Linked DNA regions of Zea mays: region 1 is linked to region 2. The links are chromatin contacts, called in public Hi-C maps. All regions are on one chromosome and are shown on one strand. The core of a region is the stretch at or near the end of the contact, and the rest is flanking DNA. Distances in the headings are between cores, read along the strand shown.

What was found. A called contact is a pair of places that touch in the nucleus more often than the background predicts.
Region 1: a contact with region 2 is called in a Hi-C map of tassel, with 2.2 times the contacts expected there. The contact joins the enhancer-like site here to the promoter of LOC100285944 in region 2. A contact is called at or near these places in 2 of 25 Hi-C or Micro-C datasets (ear and tassel).

What each region holds. Positions count from the first base shown.
Region 1 is chr8:23,260,047-23,262,746 of Zm-B73-REFERENCE-NAM-5.0, reverse strand. It overlaps LOC100274262, which reads left to right. Exons shown (of 11, transcript NM_001148626.1): 11 at 1-310. Among protein-coding and RNA genes, the nearest start is that of LOC103634943, 3.4 kb to the right of the region's middle. Within about 2 kb of position 1,251, at least 17 of the 20 cell types and tissues checked have an H3K27ac peak or open chromatin away from gene starts, as enhancers often do. A contact at or near this core is called in ear and tassel, where this site is marked.
Region 2 is chr8:22,401,011-22,403,710 of Zm-B73-REFERENCE-NAM-5.0, reverse strand. It overlaps LOC100285944 (glutaminyl-tRNA synthetase), which reads right to left and starts at 1,406. Exons shown (of 22, transcript NM_001158833.2): 1 at 1,083-1,406; 2 at 431-478; 3 at 273-344; 4 at 39-138. The coding sequence starts at 1,226. LOC100856985 reads right to left here. Exons shown (of 9, transcript XM_035961636.1): 9 at 2,581-2,700.

The sequences.
Region 1 (2,700 bases), core at 2-2,501, 860 kb before region 2:
TCCCTTTTTTGTCGCTGAACCGGACATCTGTGTGTCAGCAGCAATCACTTCAGGGGGGTATCGTGAGCCTTGTATTATTCGGCGAACTGCTTATTCCCTTTTAATTAAGGCCCAGTAAACTTTGTGGCGGAAAAACACACACACACACACACAACCAATTTCTGTCTAATCTGTCTGATACTGAATTATAGAATTTCACTACCATGCAGAGGTTTCTGTAATGATTTGCCGACTATGTTTTGTCACATTGTGACTGCAGCAGCAGTCAATTCAGACAGCATCCACTTCCACTGAGCCAGGGGTGTCCCGGAATTTGTTCGCCTCCGCTCCTTTTTCTCTTGTGTTAGTGGCCTGCACGGTAGGTCTTCCTGGCTCCCCTCCGTTCCATTTCGTTGTCTGCCAGGCCTGGTGCTTTTCCTAGCTGATTTATGCCTTAAATATGCTTAGTGCTCTCTGATTACCCTAATTAAAAAAACCCCAAAGCATTCGATATGGCCACCACCATTATATCAAGTGGAGGAAAAGTCTGGTTTTGGTGCTATTGTTTAGAAGCCTGATTGCCTAGTAAAAGGAAGGATTGGCGATGTGTTAGAAAATTTAAGAATAATACTACCGTGCAAAAGCTGGGTTAGGTTGGACGTTCAACAGCTGGGCCCCACTTGCTAAGATCATCTGGCTTGGGGGTGGGGGGGGGGGGGGGGGGGGGGGGGGGGGGGGGGGGGGGGGGGGGGGGGGGGGGGGGGGGGGGGGGGGGGGGGGGGGGGGGGGGGGGGGGGGGGGGGGGGGGGGGGGGGGGGGGGGGGGGGGGGGGGGGGGGGGGGGGGGGGGGGGGGGGGGGGGGGGGGGGGGGGGGGGGGGGGGGGGGGGGGGGGGGGGGGGGGGGGGGGGGGGGGGGGGGGGGGGGGGGGGGGGGGGGGGGGGGGGGGGTTGGGGTTGGGGGTGGATTATTGGTTTATTAGAATAGTCTAGAGAACACAAAAGGCGTGCATATCCAGGCCATGACACGTCAGACCCAGGTAGTAAGTGGTTGGTAGTGGGATAGGACAAGCCCTAGCTTTTGTAGCTTTGGCCAGCTTTTCCATTTTCTTATGTTCGGCAAAGCATGGGGGTATCCCTGGCCTCCTCTCGTCACAGGAAAGAAGAACATGGAGGATCTCTTTTGGAGTTTTGATTTGAGAGAAAGCGTGGTCTTGGCAAGCGCCATGTGGAGCAGTGTTGAATAGTGGGTTGGCTTGCAGCTGTCAAGCTGATAGCCTGCAACTTTCCTCCTGAAAGGGTCCGGGCTGGATGCTCGGCCGACCACACGTAGGGTACGCCGTATCCGTATTTCTACTTTCTAGTACCAATACCTCATCATTGCCAAGTACAGCATACTTACTCAGTTGGACCAAAAAAAAAAAGAAAAACAATAAATGGCTGCCAGTTCGTTTTCTGGTTAGATTCAAACATAAATGTCTGGTGCTTTTTTAGTCGACGATTCTGGAGACGACGGCTACAATCATTAGGCTCACTTATTGGTGTGAAAGAAATGTATTTTTTGTGTGTATTAGTTCTCTCTAGAATTTCTTTTTACCAGAATATATTAGTTGAACGCTCACCAAAAAGAAAGAAAAACCTAGATCATGATTCCTCGCAAAGGCATTGCTGTGCCAATGGGTTCCCGGTTAGAATCATAGATGTAACCATGGCCTTAGTGTGCGCCATTGCCACAAAGACTATATAAGGATGTTCCCAATTACTGGAGGGGCCAGGAACTAACCGCCGAAACAAGCACTGAATCATGGGGTGTACAAGAAAGGACCCGCGACCTCATAATGGAATTCGTTTGCATATTCGCGCGCGAGGCCCCGCGAACCGTGCTTGCATTTGATTTGATGTAGTCCTAATAAATATATATCACACGTGTGTGTGTGTGCGCCAGAGCTACTAACGAATAAAAAAAACAGGACATCCGTTTTATAATCTTGTGTGTCGTCTGTGACCCAAGTTCATTAGCTTGTTCGCTGCGGCTTGCTGCGGCTGCAATCCGGCTGCGGCTGCGGCTTCTACAGTATTTTTCTCTCTATAGATTGCAGCTGCAGCAGTCCAAACAGCTGCAACAGTGTCGGCTTGCAGCCAACCGAACACGCCCCATAGTAGCTTCTGACAGGCCAAGGTAAAAATAAAAATTGAATTTCATTCGAGCACTCTTGGTTTTGGAAGAAAAACGAATACAGTTTTAGAACATGCGGCGGCTGATGCTCTGGTTTGAGGCTCAAAACTCAGCAGTCAGCACCATGGAAGCCCTGGTTCAAATCGAGTCCAACCGACGAGCGGTCTACAGTATCTGTCAGTAAAAAAGCAGCAAGGTTGAGCCTGGGCAGTTTTCTTTCCACCAATGCGCGCGGCCGGCGTGGCGACGCGGGGATGTGCGTGCATGACGGATCGCCGCCTTTAATCGCCGATTAAAAAAAAATCCGCTTTCACCGCGGGTCTTCGACCCGATGTTTTTTCTTTCTTGATTTTATAAACCTAGCTTTGGCACCCTGGTTGATGTGCGCGCCTCTCAAAAATCCAAGGTAAAAAGAATGAAAAACCTGCTGCCTTGTCTGCCCTGCACCTGCAGCGCCCTCCAATCTCGAGGAACATCCTCCTGGTCTTCGGTCTTCCCCCCAGACCTCCCTCCGTATCTCTCTACCTGTCCTCCTTATCCAGTGCGTA
Region 2 (2,700 bases), core at 157-2,656:
AGAAGCACATTGATACAAGCCATGGAAAGGAAATTTACCTACACCACATGCTTCTTCAAATTTGACCACATCTAGAGAATCAGGACCAGTATTAGTAAGAAATGACAGAGCAGCATCTAGCTGTGCGGGGTTCTTTATCTGCAAAGAGAAAATTTTAATGTTCACACCATCAAGGCAATGAGAAGGTGAAACAAGGAAAACACTTTGTCCGCACCAGCAAAATCAACTCGTAGAAGTCAAGAATGGAGAGGGGTAAAGGGTTAAGGATCTACCTTTGTTGACAAGACATAGCTAATAAGGACAGGACGGTGAACAAGTGCATTAGTTGGGTACTTGGTGGCGACCTGTTTCACACATGAGTAAGTTGAGTTACACAAGAAAAAATCGTCAACTTATACCTTTCTCATGTTCCATTGGTCTAGGTGCTTACTGCATACAGAAGATTGCCGACTGACTTGTCGCATTCCTTTATACCAGCCTGTCGGCAGGCAAACAAGACCAGTTAATCTAACGGGAGGAGGCGGTACATTTTGAAGAGATTGTCAGTGCAACAAAATGTTAAAATAGTAATTTGATCACAGCGAGGCTTAAGCTAGGATAAGTCAGTGGATAAGGGAACAGTAAAAAAACTAGATATATAATGTCTGAATTCCTATGTGACTTCTGAGCAAGCATGAAGCCGATATCAGATGTCGCAGTGACGAAATTAAGCGAGCACGGACAAAATGGAGCTGCAATAGAACGTGTGAACTAGGCAGCAGGCTTGCAGAACGAGGAACCAAAATTGCACGCTACGCTACTGTACGATCTAGTAACGGTCGGAGTTGGGAGGAACTAGATTGTGCAGCAGCCAGCACGGATCCTGGCATCGTATACCATTTACAGGGCGCATCAAACACTTGGGCAGATACTCTGCATCCGGAATTACAACGGCAGATTTCTCTACACCATGTGGCACAGGTTAGCATAACCAAAATCAGACCCCCTCTCCAGAACTCCGCACCAACGCTAGACCCGCCGAGACGCGACCAAAATCAGAGACACCCAGTGCGGCGAGACGCGAGCGGACGGCGAGGGCTCACCTCGGCTATGACGGAGGCGAGGTTGGCGGTGACCTTGGCGTTGACGAGCGCGTTCTCGGCGGTGCGCTGGTCGAGGCCGAGCGCCAGCAGCGCCTCGAGCGGCAGCGCCGGGCCCGCCTTGCTCCCGTCTCCCCCGGTGCCCATCCCCTCCGGCGCCGCCGCGGTAGCAGCAGCAGCAGCAGCCTCTCCCGCTCCCTAGGGGCTAGGGTTTAGGATCCCGGCGGGAGGAAGGGCGCAGTGGAGCGGCGGGGAAGAACAGAGTGGAGGAGCTCGTGAAGAGCAGGGTGGTGTGGTGTGGGTGGTTTGGATTGTTGGATTAAACCCAAGTGAAGAGCACCCAGTGATATATATCGAGGCCCACTTGTACAGGGGGGCCGGGTCCATTAGCGCGTGCGGCGTGCCGGCGTGCGTCAGCGTCACGGCGTGCGACGGATTCCGTCGGCTTCCGCTTTCCGTTTACGTTCGTCTTCGAGCAGACGGAAACTTGAGTTCCAAGATACTGCTGCTACGTTTTTTACATACCACGCGGGACGGGAGTAGCTGACCTTTGCTTCACTTGGCTGCCACGGAAATACGGAATCCATCGGCGCGGAACCGGATTCTAGAATCCATCCACCACACCACGTCGCGAGAATCTCTCGCCTCACGTCACGTCCAGAGTGCTACGGAAGCTGAAAGCGACTGATGGAGCCATGATACTGGTTTTGCTGAAGCGAAAACGTGCTTCGCGTCGGCCAAATTCTCTGGCAGGGCCCATGTAACAATGGGCCAGGATTCCGTTACAACGACCAATCTAATTCTATTATGCTTTTTAGTAATTATCTAGTGTCACGAGATAGCAGAGCCAAGGTCGCTGCAGTGGAGGCTGCCATCGCACAACATAGATCATATACCATTTTCGGGTTTTTTTTATCGTGTTTTAGGTTAAATATGAACAGGCGGACGATAAATATTCGAGAACATTAAAAACAGGCATCGGGCAACAAAACTCCGCAGCAAACGCTATTTGTGTTTTGTGTTATATATAATTACTATACTCGATTAGAGTTAGAGAACACCGTTTCTCTCCACGGCATTTCAGTTATAACTAGTTGAGTGCCCGTGCGTTGCGACGGTGTACAATTTATTCGATAATGTTAGTGCACAACAATTACATGGAAACAAACAACATATATATCAACACCAATATCTGACATATGAGGAGTGGACATGTCAGTCAGTAATAGCAAGTGATTGTTCCCCAGAAGAACGTGAATGGTGAGATTAGGAAGAAGGGATATTGGGGAAGTAATCTTCTATTTCTTAATTGCCAAATGTTCGACACAAGAAATAAAATCGGTCATCCAAAATAGTTGCACAAACTGTGGTTCCATGACTCCATTAGATGAATCAGGTGCATATTCAAGAAATAAAATCAAGGAATGTTCAAGAACAATAGCTAACAGTAAATTTCGAATTGCGGACAAACAATGAACTCTGAAACTTCTAAGATAGCATATAGAGAGCAAAATCAAGTCATTAATGATTCGTGCAATGACAACAACATTTCATATCTACAAAATCAAGGTAGAAGTAATCTTAAATCTTTCAGATATGTTGCCATGAATACACAAAACTT